2 separate regions of the Hordeum vulgare genome follow, and region 1 is linked to region 2. A link is a contact called in public Hi-C data. All regions are on one chromosome and are shown on one strand. The core of a region is the stretch at or near the end of the contact, and the rest is flanking DNA. Distances in the headings are between cores, read along the strand shown.

Region 1 (7,090 bases), core at 1,082-3,581, 410 kb after region 2:
TTTGATTTTCCACTTTATTTGCTCTTCACATCATCTTGTGTGGACCTTGATGAGTTCTATTTTTCTATCACTCTTATTTGCATCTATCAATCTATCCTCTTATTTGCATCTATCAATCTATCCTTACTTTACGCACGAGGGATTGACAACCCCTCTACGCATTGGGTTGCGAGGATTTGTTATTTGTGTGGAGGTACTGCTTACATAGTCTTGTTGATCTTCCTACTGGATTGATACCTTGGTTTCTTAACTGCGAGAAATACTTGTCGTCGCTGTGCTACATCATCCTTTAAGATTGGAGGGAAACCAATGCACCTGCGAGGAACGTCATACACCAAGGCTTCGAAAGATTCCTTTCTGGATACGGTATCATCTTGTAATTCGGCCTCTAATGACAATCATAGGGCGCCCCGTGAGTCCGGTACATGGAGATAGGTCAGTGGCCCGAGAACCCCTTAGTCCCGGACTCCCTCACCTAACCATCCTCTTGGTTCAATCTCTGTCATCAGCCTCCCGGCATCTTCCTCGTTGGTTGCTCTCAAGTACTGAGGTCCAAAAAACATCAATAAACTACTTTAGTGAACCTTCAAAAGCCTCCAAGATTATGTCTTCACCAATGCAAATATAGTCCTCAATGGCATCGGCCAAACACCCATATGCAAAGACTCGAAAAGTCGCGGTGCACTTCATTAGAGGGCTTGCACTTATCTCTCCACTTGCATTTATCCGGAGCTTGAACTAGTCATGATACTTCTCAACAACTTTTGCAATGCTGAGAAAAAGGCGTGTGTGGATCCGGAAGCGCCGACAAAAGTACTTCACCGGATAGGTTGGATTTGGGGCAAAGTAGTCTCTCATGATCTCAGCATAGCCCTCCGCTCTATCACGGGTAATGTGTATGAGGCCAAACTGCGATCCTGTCCTAGAGCGCGAGATATCATCACTGAAAATCATGCCTAAAACAATTTCAAAGTCTTCGTCGTCTTCTTTCTTTTCGGATGACGACGAGTCCTCGAAGACCATCTCCCTCAACCTCTTCTCTACAATTCAAACAACTTGCTTCAATCCAAACAGTTCGATTAAAAAAGAAACGAACGAGAAAACTGACCTAGGCAATCCGTCGAACACTTGCGATGCGGTGGTGATGCATCAGCCAGTCGTCGTCGTTTCGACCAAACTAGCGGGCGGCGAAGCATGGGATCGACCTGCAATAACGCGCAAGCAAGGTCAGATGCAAGAACAGCCAAATATGAAGAAGATATGAATCAATCCGACGACGGTCATGGCGACGACGTTTCACCTTGTTTCCGAAGACCACGACGGGGGACGAACGGGCTGGCGTCGGATAGATGCCCGAAAGGTAAATTATCATATGGTATTCAGTTTAGAGGATCCGCTAGTTACTGGCTAAAGAAAAAAAAACCAAAATTATCTTCCTTTTCTTTTTTGACACGAGATAGGAAATCGATTAGAATTGCTCTTACAAGTTACATCTGCGGTGGCCGATTCATGGGAGTGCAACCTGTGATTGCAAAACATTGTTGTATGTGAACAGTCGAGGTCCAATATTACGTTCTTGCCGACGACCAGCGAATTGACACGCTTGGCAGCTAGCTTCAAGGATCACCGAAAACGAAACGACTGGAAACAGTGCAGTGAACCATCGCCACCGTGTGGATAAACATCTCATCCCGAACCGAGCCGGTCGACAGGCGCGTCTACGAGGCACCAACGCGCCGGAAAAGTCACACACGAAACGGAAGCATCGCATCGCACGCCCAGAGAAAAAGGCAAAACTGTTAGGCAACTACCGGACCCGCAACTACCACCACACATCAACGGAAGACTGCGAGACGAGACGGTTCATCATCACCCACGTCCACCTTACTGCTACCATCTTATCTTTACTACCAATCTTTTCGATCAATCCGTAAACGGCCCCTCAATTCAACTCCCAACAGCCCACATGCTTGGAACAGTGCCCCTTGTCCTCGCACCCATCGCCTCTCTCGGCTCATCGTATGTGAGGAGGCACCGAGCAGGTCTCCAAAAGGCCGCACCACATGCACCAACCAACTTGTTCGTTAAAGGCTCAAGGCGGCTTTAAAAGGTGGGCAGCACGCTTAATATCTTAACGTCCTAGTGATACAACACTCAGCTGGGATCATGCAAAGCAAAACCACTACCATTAGGCAAGAAGTAAGGTGTATCACCTTGCGCTTGCTAGCTAGTAGAGTATACGTGGTTAATCAAAGTGGGAAGGCCATGATGATGTGTGTAATCATGATAACTCGGGCTGCTCTGCCTAGTGCGGAAAATGGGACCGAGCAGCGCTGCTTATAATACTCCAATTGGTAATGCTAATTTTCTTTCCTTTAAAAAAAAAATATACGCCAAAGGCGTACCATAAACTTGCACTACCACAAGAAGCGCAAGCAATGCAACATGCCAACATTAAGTGAAGTCAACACCCCATCCAACACGGCTCCTCGCAAAAAAGTTGTGGTCTCTACGTACCTCTCGCACCTCGCCTGCTTCCACTCCTGCCATTCCGCGAAAAAACATGATCTCTACGTACCAGCTCCCTCACCGTACGCCGCCTCTCTAGGTTTCCAACAACTCTATCACTCCTTTGCTTTCACAATAGTTTCCAGCTAACAAAGACGATGAGCGAATCAAACCCTCCTCCTGTCTTCGTTCGGGGTGTGCTTTTTTCCCTTGCACTTAAAAGAACACCACGCAAGAGAGAGCCGCAGGAACCGAACTCCGGCCGCTGTGGGCAGTCAAAGCGAGAGAGACCCGCAAGGCCGCAACACAACACAATCAAATGACGTGCTACCGAATCATGAAAGTAGAAGGAGGACGTGCCGCTTTGACTAGGGTGGAAAAACAAACGCCCCGCCAAGGAAAAGAAAAAGACCTGCGTGGAAAATGGGGGCGGCCCGGCGCCGAACAGTGGTCTACTACTAGTTTTTTTTTTTGGTTGAGGGATGACAGTGGTCTGCTAGTGCTTGACCCAGAAGCAAGGGATCCGAATAACAAAATCAGCCCATCACTCACATGCTGGATGATGCTGCCGCTCAGACAGTGACGCGGAACGTCTCGGTAGTCGGTAGCATAAGCAAAATGTTGAATTGGTCACTCCTCGTGGTACGCAACCCGCACCCACTCGCCGCGGAGTACCGCCGCTCGTACCGTCGTACCTACCCACATGTCTATCTCCTGCGCAAATCTCTCTGATTTTTATTTTGGACACAAACAATACAATACACCCGTAGACGCTCGTATACATACATACACACATGTATAAAAAGTTCGAAATAAACTCAGAAATACGAATACCTGAGTATATCACCTCGACCGAACTAGTATTTGCCACGCGTTGATAACCTTAGCCTACTTGCCGCCAGGGAAAAGAAATGATATCCTCGTCTACTCGGCTCGCAGTAGTAAATGCGCTGCGCTCACCAGTCTCAGTGCAGTCTACTCCAGTCTCCACCACAGGCGCCAACGCCATTACAATAGTGGTAGTAAATTCGTCGCAACTTGCACATCCGAGCCGAGCTGCGTCGCCGCCATTATTCATTCCTGCTTTCGCAGCTCGGGTGCTGGCTGCGAATCCTTTCGCCTCGGTGGTGGTGCTGGTGTGGCTGGCTGGCTGGTGACCCCTGTCGGCAGGCAGCCATGGGGAAAGCTGCCATTTGGCGGTGCTTTTGGACCTAGCTCCTTGTTCCTTTCGTCGCGCCGTTCCTCCCACCACCTTCCCTTGATCTGCGCACTGATTGATGCCGGCCTGAGGGAAGGAGAGAGAGAGAGAGAGGGACAATGGTAGGCGGGGAGGGGGAGATCGGGCGGCGGGGGGCTCTGATCTGCTGCGGCGCGTGGTAGGTAGGTAGATGGTGGTGCGCCGTGCTTGAATCTTGAGCGCGAGGCGAGCCATGTCGGAGTCTAGCAGGGCGTTCAATGTCGACGGCGGCGGCCAGCCGGCCGACGGGGCGCGGGGAGGACGGAAGGGCGGCGGCGGCGGGAGCGGGAGCGGGAGCGTGCCGTTCCACAGGCTCTTCGCGTTCGCGGACAGCGCCGACGCGGCGCTGATGCTGGTCGGCGCGGTCGGCGCGGTGGCCAACGGCGCCGCGCTGCCGCTCATGACCGTCCTCTTCGGCGGCCTCGTCGACGCCTTCGGCGGCGCGGCTGCCGGCAGCGGCGACGTCCTGGCCCGCGTCTCCCAGGTCTCCCTCGAGTTCGTCTACCTCGCCATCGCCTCCGCCGTCGCCTCCTTCGCCCGTAAGTGCCTGCCGCCACCCTGTCACTTGGAAGCTTCCAGCTGCTGCCATGCCATGCCATGCGACCCGTGAAAGTTTAGTTCCTCTGTCTGACATCCTGTGAACTCAGAGGTGACCTGCTGGATGATCACCGGCGAGCGGCAGGCGGCGCGGATAAGGAACATGTACCTGAGGACCATCCTCCGGCAGGAGATCGCCTTCTTTGACATGTACACCAGCACCGGCGAGGTCGTCGGGCGGATGTCCGGCGATACGGTCCTCATCCAGGACGCCATGGGGGAGAAGGTCGGCAAGTTCATCCAGCTGATGGTGACGTTCTTTGGAGGCTTCGCTGTTGCCTTCGCGCAGGGCTGGCTCCTCACCCTTGTCATGGTGGCCACCATCCCGCCGCTCGTCCTCTCCGGCGCGGTCATGTCCAATGTCGTCGCCAGGATGGCGTCGCTGGGGCAGGCCGCCTACGCCGAAGCGGCAGTCGTCGTCGAGCAGACCGTCGGCTCCATCAGAACAGTAAGGTTCCACTCTACAATTCAGAGCATTGCGACGAATTTTGCAACAATGACAAGAATGTGGAACACAAATCACCACAGGTTGCATCTTTCACCGGCGAGAAGAAAGCGGTGGAGAAGTACAACAACTCGCTTAAGTGCGCTTACAGTTCCGGTGTCCGGGAAGGCCTAGTCGCTGCCATCGGCATGGGCACCGTCATGATGCTCCTGTTCTGCGGCTACTCCCTGGGGGTATGGTATGGAGCCAAGCTGATCCTAGAGAAGGGATACACCGGTGCCCAGGTCATGAATGTCATCTTCGCGGTGCTTACCGGCTCGCTGTAAGTTCTCTGCGCCTTCCTGATCAGCAATTCAGTTGTAGCAATCTCAGTTTCATGATTGACAGTTACTCTTATTATCAGGAAAGAGAAGGAATGTTTAGGTTTAGCAACCTTCAACAGTTGCCATTTCATTTAGACCGGATAAGGCAATCTTAGCCATCCATTATGGATTTCGTGCCGATTTTGGCAAGTGTTTGACAGGGATAAGCAATGTTGGCTTTCGTGCGCAAACTGCTAACCCAACTATGTTTGTAGGGTCTTATTTAGTTGGCAGCAGCTAACCAAGCGCATATCAAAGTCATTGCTGTCTTAACTATCAGGAAAGAGAAGGAAGGTTTAACAACCTTCAAAAGGTTGATGTTTCATTTAGGGGGGACTGATAAAGCAATCTTAGCCATCTATTTTGGATTTTGTGCTTATTTTGGCAAGTGTTCGACAGTGATATGCAACATTAGGTTTCTTGTGCAAACTGCTAACCCAACTATGCGTGTAGGGTCGGTCTTATATAGTTGGCAGCAGCTAACCAAGTCCATATCCAAGTCATTGTTGTCTTGACTTCACAGTTCACAGCAATCATAGCCAGTCAGTGTAGCACGAAACAAACATTTGATAAATTTGTATGGGTTTTTGCAATCATGTTCCCACCAACTCTTTCATTGTTTTATGGAAGACCAACTATTCTTTGATTTCATCAGCTGCTGCCTGAAAAGAATTACTCATTAGATAAATTTCAGCAGTTGAAATTTGCAGTATTACTCAATCGTCTACTGCTATATTTTTGTACCACCGACCAATTTTCCCTGTTCATATATGTGATTGAACCCATTAAACTGAAACCCATTAGTTTGAGAAGCTGAGACTTTTCTGTTGTGTTTATCAGAGCTCTAGGACAGGCATCACCAAGCATGAAAGCATTTGCAGGAGGACAGGCTGCAGCATACAAGATGTTTGAAACAATCAACAGGGAGCCCGAAATCGATGCATACAGCACAGAGGGTAGGATGCTAGACGATATTCAGGGGGATATCGAGTTCAGAGATGTTCACTTCTCTTACCCAACAAGGCCCAATGAGCAAATATTCAGAGGTTTCTCCCTTTCCATACAGAGTGCCAAAACCGTTGCATTGGTTGGCCAGAGTGGGAGTGGAAAATCAACAGTTATCAGCTTGATCGAACGGTTTTATGATCCTCAGCTCGGAGAAGTTCTAATAGATGGAGTGAATATCAAGGAGTTGCAGTTAAAGTGGATCAGAAGTAAAATTGGCTTGGTGAGCCAGGAGCCGGCCCTGTTTGCAGCTAGCATAAGAGATAACATAGCTTATGGTAAGGACAATGCGACAGATCAGGAAATCAGAGCTGCGGCTGAGCTTGCTAACGCCTCCAAATTCATTGATAAATTACCCCAGGTTAGAAGACCGACAAACCTTTGAATTTGCATTAACTGGTAATTAGTTGTAAATAGATGAAGCAGGACCCAGGACCTAGGCAATTCTATACACTGAAGAAAGAACTAGATGTTAGACTATTCTGCCTCATATATTGAATCTCTGCTGTTTGTGACATTCCTTAGGGTTTCACTACTTCGGTTGGTGAACATGGAACACAACTATCTGGTGGACAAAAGCAAAGGATTGCCATTGCCAGAGCGATTCTCAAAGATCCAAGAATCCTGCTATTGGACGAAGCGACAAGCGCTTTGGACACTGAATCTGAAAGGATTGTGCAGGAGGCTCTTGATAGGGTCATGACCAATCGGACCACTGTCATTGTTGCACACCGTTTGACTACTGTAAGGAATGCCGATACAATTGCTGTCATCTGCCGAGGATCAATAGTTGAAAAAGGTATTATTCTGAAACATTGGCATCTGTGATTCTAAATAATCATATAGTACCTCTTACACATGTTATATGTCAGCAAATGCTCACTAGCTGAAACATTTGACAATCACCAGGTCCGCACCATGACCTTTTAAGGGACC
Region 2 (7,192 bases), core at 182-2,681:
AAAATAGTCTTATCATTGAAAATGTTCCTGAAAACCCGATGGAAAAAATATCTAGATGAGCAATTCCACTTACATACATCAGTGGAGGGTTGTGCGCCGGTTAGTTAATTCTTCTATGACCGGCACCTAAGACGCGGAATATGAACCGAGTGTGTCCGCGGGATGTCATATTTGATGCTCAATAGGAGGGAAGCCACAAAGGGAGGCGTGTTAGTAGCCCAGCCCATGGCACGACTGAGCGAGAGCGAGACGTACATCCACGGGAGCGAGCGGAACCTAGCACTGTAGCAAACTGGGATGACGTACATTAGCAGAGCGGCCACTCTCGCAATATATATAGCATCGATTGGTTTTCTTAAGTTATCTTTACAATACACACATTTTGCGAAAAACAAAATGCGAGCAATTTTATTTGTGAACATTTTTCAGAACTAAAAATATTTTTGAAATACTATTTTTCAAAATTTGCTTCATATTCTAGAAATTGCCACACTTTTTAATTATATTTTTTTGAAAATAGGATTTGTTTTTAAATTTCGTGAACATGTTTGCATGTTTTGGAATTATAAACATTTTACAAAATTTGTAATTTTAAAAAGAAACAAACTGAAACTGAAAGAACAAAAATTAAAAACACAAGAAAACCCGTGGAAAGCCAATAAAAATATATAAATATAGAACCACTTCAGGGACCTAATGTTGAGAAATGGGCCTACCTTTGATGGAACTGTCTGGGCGATGTTACGCAAAGAGCGTCATATAGGCAACTCGTGCGTCAAAAGTTATATTCGATTGCATGCCTGAGCTCCGACAGTTTATAATATTACATCTTAGTTTTTGTTCCTTTGTATAAAAGATAGCATTCTGATACCTTTCCAGTCCTGTCAGGTCATACTATGATTTTTACGATACAAATGATACACATATTATCATGTAAGTAAATTATTACAAATATACTCATCATGTATTTATATACTGTTAATCATATATAAAAATTATTCGTCATGTGTTAGATTGAATAAATACAAGAAAGAGGGAAAACGGGAAGAGGAAAAAAATGTCATAATTTTTTATATTTTATATAAATAAACATGAAAATATTAAAATAAATTAAAGCTAAGGAAAATAAAATTAGATAAAATATTAAAAGATAAATCAATGAAATGATGACGTAAATCGTTTTAGCGTTAACTTGTTTGGAAACGACAACCACGAAGAAAGGAAAATACCGAGGAATTCATATAGCCTGAAGCCTTGCGTATATAATATAGCCACGAGTAATACAGTATGGCCTATCCTGTGTGACCCATGAGTGGGCACGGAGTATTATGGGCAAATTCCTATTTGCTGCCGGCGATGAGCTCCTGTTCGGCCTTGCAGTCGCCGGATAACAGTACTAGCGCTCGCGCGCCTCATGCAGCGGGCTGGCCCGGGAAAGATAGCGAGAAGCGATGGAGGCCTATCCCAAGAAATGCTCCAAAATATGGTAGAGTCAGAATTCCATCTGACTGCCTGTACCCAAACCTTCGAACATAGGCAGTAGGCCGAACTCCCTTAGCTGTTCATTCTGAAGACAAAATATCCTTATTATATACTGAGCCTATTATGCGTCATATTTTATGATAAAATGAAAACAATTGAAAAATGAGTGAACGATATAAAAAGGTCACTGTAAAGAAAGTTAATAAAACTGAAAAGGTACATACAAATTGGAAAGAAATTTTAAAAAAGTTCGCAAAAATTATCATAAAGATCATGAAATTTCGAAAAAAAGTTCACAAATTTGAAAGTTCATCGATTTTGAAACGGTTCATCAGGCATGAACAAAAGTTCGCCAATTTTAAATAGTTCATTGATTTTGATTTTTTTCACAAAATTTGGAAAACATTTCACTAAATTTTAGAAAATTTTCCGATTTTGAAAAATGTTCATCAAAATGATATAAAAGTTCATCGATTTGTAAAAATTCATCAATTTTGAAAGAAAAATCATCAAATAAAAACAGTTCACCGGATTTGAAACAACGTCGGAGAAAATGGCTAAATCGAGGTAGCTCAGAGTGACCCTGATAGGAGAACCTAGGGGTAGGATTCTGCATCCCGTTGCGACTCATGTGCTCGTACCGCATCGAATCCGGGAGCCGAGGTCCAAGTGCGGGGGTACGACCTCCAACAGCAGGCCACTCAAGGCTTGGTGGTAGCTCTATCTCGCGCGGGTTAAGGATGTACTCACGGTGGATCCTCGCGTCGACTGCTGGCTGCAGCCGTGTCACTGCGTCGTAAACACAGGTACGTGTGGCGTACAGATCCACAGTCTGAGCTCGAAAGGCACGATCCAGCGCCTCAATGTACTGCACCATAACCTATGGGTCGTAGCGACGACTCACGTAGGCGGAAGAAACAACGACATAGGACCGATCGTTCGCTCCCGAACGTAAGCACTATAGGCAGTGAGATCAGATCCAGTGTCATCCCCAGCAGGAGCAAACGGGATGTATCTGAATGCAGTCCCCTCCACGCGAGGGTGTGCTCCACGAAGGCGGCGGTGGTGATATAGGTAGCATTATGGACGGCCATATCGATCGTCAACCCAACGCCGTAGAAGGTATGGAGCTCGTTCATGGAGATGTTTGTCTGATCGAAGGTGCGAACCTCAGCCTGGTACTGCCCCTAGTTGAACTCGCGAAAGTCCTTGTACATAGTGTACTCGAAGTACCAGCGATATCCCAGTCTGGTCAAGAGGTCGACCAGAATGGTCGGGAACCCAGTTGCGTCGACAACCATAGTCAGGCGTACGATCTGCCTTGCGGGGCGCATCTGAAAAGGAAAATTCAAGGATGTCAAATGACATTGTGCGCAATATATTGTCAGAATAACAGTAGTAGATAATCCAACTCTTCGGGGCGATGTGATTATGAGAACCTAATGTTAGAGTTAGCAAATCTTTAACCCGAAAAAGAAGAGAGATCAGAACCCAGAATATAAAAGAGGAGTAAAAGATACTAATACCACCCAATTGAGATATGGGCCCGTAAGCCACACAACAATGTTAGTAAAGTTTTTTTCAAATACTAGACTCAACTCCGGCAAAGGAGTTGGAAAGGGGGCTACCTACAGGCAGTCGGCTCTGATACCAACTTGTGACGCCCTCGATTTGATCGTACGTTAATCATACACGCGAACGCGTACGACCAAGCTCAAGCACTCATGGGAAGATATCACAACACAACTCTAAACACAAATAAAAACATACAAGCTTCATATTACAAGCCAGGGGCCTCGAGGGCTAGAATACAGAAGCTCGATAAACACATGAGTCAGCAGAAGCAGCAATATCCGGGTACATACATGAAACAAGGAGATGCCTTAGAGAAGGCTAGCTCAGAAGATACATCGACCGAATGAGGCGAGGCCTCCTGCCTGGGAACCTCCTAAACTACTCCTGGTCGTCAGCGGCCTCCATGAAGTAGTAGGCACCGTCGGGGTATTAGACGTCGTCGGCGGGATATGCCTTCTCCTGGCTCCACCATCCGGTTGCAGCAATCATATCAAGGGTAAAAGGGGGAGCAAAGCAACGGTGAGTACACATACAAAGTACTCGCAAGACTGACATCAGAACTATGCTAAGTATGCATCAGTATCAAAGGAATGGGGTTATATGTGAACTGACTACAACAATGCGAGAATAGAGAGAAGGCCTAGTCCTACCAAAGACTAGCATCTTTAGCGTCTTGCAACAATAGATGAGAGTACAGCAAGTAACACAATTATATAGTCATATTGTTGCAGCAATATTAATTAAGGTCACGCCTAGAGATTCTTCCTTGACTCCCTGCGAGAAAGCAATCCCGGAGCAAACATTCTAGTTAAGTAAGAGTTGAAGTTGTATAAGATCAGGGCACAACTCCAAGTCGTCCTATAACAGTGGACACGACTATTTGAACAGTTAATTTTCATCCGTGCACGGGTGCACCATAGTACCCAACATGCTTGATAAACTCTGGTCAGACACACTTTCCTGGGTCATGCCCGGCCTCGGAACATCAACACGTCGCAACCCTACCTAGGCTCAACAGGGAGGCCAGCCCACCGGTCTAAATCCTATTTGCGCATGGGTCATGGGCCCATGACCCTTTGCACTTCTGCACAATGCGAGGGAGGCCGAGGTCAGTCCTCACACTTCTTATACAAGAACGATGCTTATGCGGACCACTCGGGCGCGCGTCGCTCCATTGCTGACGTCTAAAGAGCTTCGACTGATACCATGACGTCGAGAACCCATAACTCCTCCCATGTGAAGGTTAGTGCGAAAAGGTCTCCCGACGAACTGAGATCAAATACTCAAATCCCGTTAGCATTTTAATTAATCTCGAGGATGTGTGGCAATACCAGAATGTCCGGCCATGCCTCGTCACATTCACGCGGGAATTCACCCGCAACAAACCATTCCTAGTAACAAGGTCAAGTAACTGTGGGGCTATAACATCAGAGGAATCCGAGGTATCACCCTCGATGGATTCTGAATGATGTAACCGTCCAGGTGGCCAGGGAGGAATCACCCTCGCTGGATCATGCTTGAGGGGTTGCACGAGAGAGTCATTATCCGATGTGGTGAAGGAGGAATCACCCTCCATAAACCACCGTCGATTAACTACACTACACAACTAACATCAGGAGTACGTATCAAGGTGTCACCCTCGGTACTCGATAGTAGCTCTGTAGCATCGTACAACTAAGGGGTGTGAGTTCTGTGACGGGTCATGGCCTGTCGATCAGTAGCTCGAGACTTGGTGATAAAGCGGGGCAACTGGACTAAGGGGTCAATGGGGGTCACTCCTCCACCTATACTAAACAGCTTTAAGTGCGGTAGAGTAAAGTAGGAGTTCATCAAAAACACCCTCCAAGAACCATCGCCGGTAAACTACACTACAATTCTAACATCAACGTACGTAACGAGGTGTCAACCTCGGTACTCGATGGTTGCTCCACAGAGTCATACAACTAATGGGGTGTGAGTGATGTGACGGGTCTTGGCTCGTCGATCAAATGATCGATACTTGATAAAAAAGCAGGGTCAACTGGACTAAGGGGGGTCAAAGGGGATCACTGCTCCACATATACTAAACAGTTTAAAGTGCGGTAGAGTAAAGTAGCAGTTCATTAAAAACAGGCTATGCATCCGAATATGAGCTATCTACAACAGTAGCAAAATCTAATGCAAGCATGAGGGAGAAAGAATATGAGATATAGGAATGATCAAGGGGGGTTTGCTTGCCTTGTTGCTCTGCGGCAAAGGGCTGGTCGTCATGAGGGTAGTCGTACCCGGCAGCAACGTTAGTTTTGGGATTGGATTAAGGGGGTTGGATTTAATGGGTCGATTGGGGCCGACCCAGTGGGGGGTTATTTTTTTTCTTTCCATTTTTCATTTATTTATATTTCTATTGTTTTATTTATTTTGCTTTAGAATATTCCTTTAAAAAAATGGTGGATTTGATCCATTATTTATCTTGTAAATTTTTGCACTGTCACAAAAAGTTTTGGGAGTCTTTAGAATTTATTTGGAATTGATTTAAATCAAAATGCATTCAATAATAAGTTTTAGCATTAATTTTAATTGTTTTGAGGCACTAAAGTACTTCAAAAAATGTTGATTTCAGTTTTATAAATACTTAGGGATTATTTGCAACATAGGCATGATTTTTAATTTGAAGCTTGTAAAACTTTTAAATCCACTTTTAAAATGAATTTGAATTGCAAAAGAATTTGAATGAGAGTTTGATTCCAACCGTGATCATAAATGGATTAGTAAAAGCATTAGCTTAATCTTGACCATCACTGTAGCTTAATTACAATGATTACTATAGCATAATCGGGGATGTCACACTCCTAGATTGGTTAGGTGTCGCTTGGAAGCCTCCTACTTCATGTTGTAGAGTTGAGTCAAGAAGTTTGTAAGGGCAAGGAGATCGCCTACTTCGTGAAGATCTACCCCGAGTGAGGGAAGTCCTTTGTGGATGTATGACATGATGGAATAGACAAGGTTGCTTGTCCATGGACCCTTCATGGGTTGAGCCCTTCGTGGACTCGGGCGGTTGTACCCTCCGTGGGTTGAAGTCTCCATCAACGTGGACGTATGATAGCATCACCTATCGGAACCTCGCAAAAAATCGCCGTGTCAATCTTTGCGTTTGACCTTCCTATACCTACCCTCTAGTTACATGTGCATGACATTACTTTCCACTCCTATACTCTTAGACTTGCATGTGTAGGGTGTGGCTCACTTACAAAAATTGTTGAAACTTGCCCACAACTAAAATTAAAAAAAAACTAAGTTTTTATTTGGTCAACTAGTCTAATCACCCCCTCTAGGCATACCTCGGATCCTACAACACATTTATGTGTAAAAATAACCATGTTTCATTGGAAACATGTTCGACCATAGTCTCTACATTGGCCACAACTAAAATCTTTAGTATTTATAAATCCTAAAAAATCTCAGTTAGTTTTTGAATAATGAAAGTGGATACCTTTCTCTGGTCAAAAGAAAGATTGAAATGCAATATTGACTTTGAAAAATGAAGAAGTAGCAAGTTGAAAAGAAAACAAGAAAACATCATGTGTCGATATAATATGAGCTTCTTCATTGTAGAAGAAGAGAACTATTATTCCGCCAATCCTGGTACTTTCCTCTTTCTCATAGTGTGGTACACATGGTGTGATCGGCGAGGAGACATAAGGTGCAAGGGCATGACCTTGTACGAGGCTACAGCGGGTAGTAGGCCTTGCCCAGTTTGGAGTTGCTTGAATGTGATGTGTTGTGCTTATTTATAATCTAATGTGAAAATTTAATCATACCAATAGGCAGGACGAGGTCAAACAAAACACTGAAATAGAAAAAGTGAGGCAAACATGATTATGAGAATTTATCGCAATGCCAAACGTAGCCTCGACGTATGCATCGATTTTGTGCCCACACTCATCTACACGTGTGATGAAGAAATAATTCAAAACAAATACCAAAAACTTTCAAACAACCCCAATTTTTTCTGGATGGTAGGTAATTTGTGCGTGTGCATCCTAAATTTTAGATTATTTGGACCTCTGAATAGCTTTTGAAAGACAAATTTGAGATCTGTAAAAAAGTTTATTGTTCATGTATTGTTTTGAACAAATTTGTCTTTTTTTCTTACAGC

What was found. Hi-C and Micro-C count contacts between places; a contact is called where the count stands out from the background.
Region 1: a contact with region 2 is called in a Hi-C map of leaf, with 4 times the contacts expected there. The contact joins the promoter of LOC123422892 here to the enhancer-like site in region 2. A contact is called at or near these places in 3 of 6 Hi-C or Micro-C datasets (leaf and seedling).

The regions. Positions count from the first base shown.
Region 1 is chr1H:57,912,534-57,919,623 of MorexV3_pseudomolecules_assembly, forward strand. LOC123422892 reads right to left here and starts at 2,332. Exons shown (of 3, transcript XM_045107752.1): 1 at 1,301-2,332; 2 at 1,109-1,205; 3 at 289-1,040. The coding sequence starts at 1,372. The coding sequence ends at 739. It overlaps LOC123423045 (ABC transporter B family member 21-like), which reads left to right and starts at 3,321. Exons shown (of 10, transcript XM_045107779.1): 1 at 3,321-4,284; 2 at 4,393-4,790; 3 at 4,871-5,109; 4 at 5,990-6,515; 5 at 6,680-6,953; 6 at 7,064-7,090. The coding sequence starts at 3,939.
Region 2 is chr1H:57,506,285-57,513,476 of MorexV3_pseudomolecules_assembly, forward strand. No RefSeq gene overlaps it. Among protein-coding and RNA genes, the nearest start is that of LOC123396567, 36 kb to the left of the region's middle. Within about 2 kb of position 1,432, at least 3 of the 3 cell types and tissues checked have open chromatin away from gene starts, as enhancers often do. A contact at or near this core is called in leaf and seedling, where this site is marked.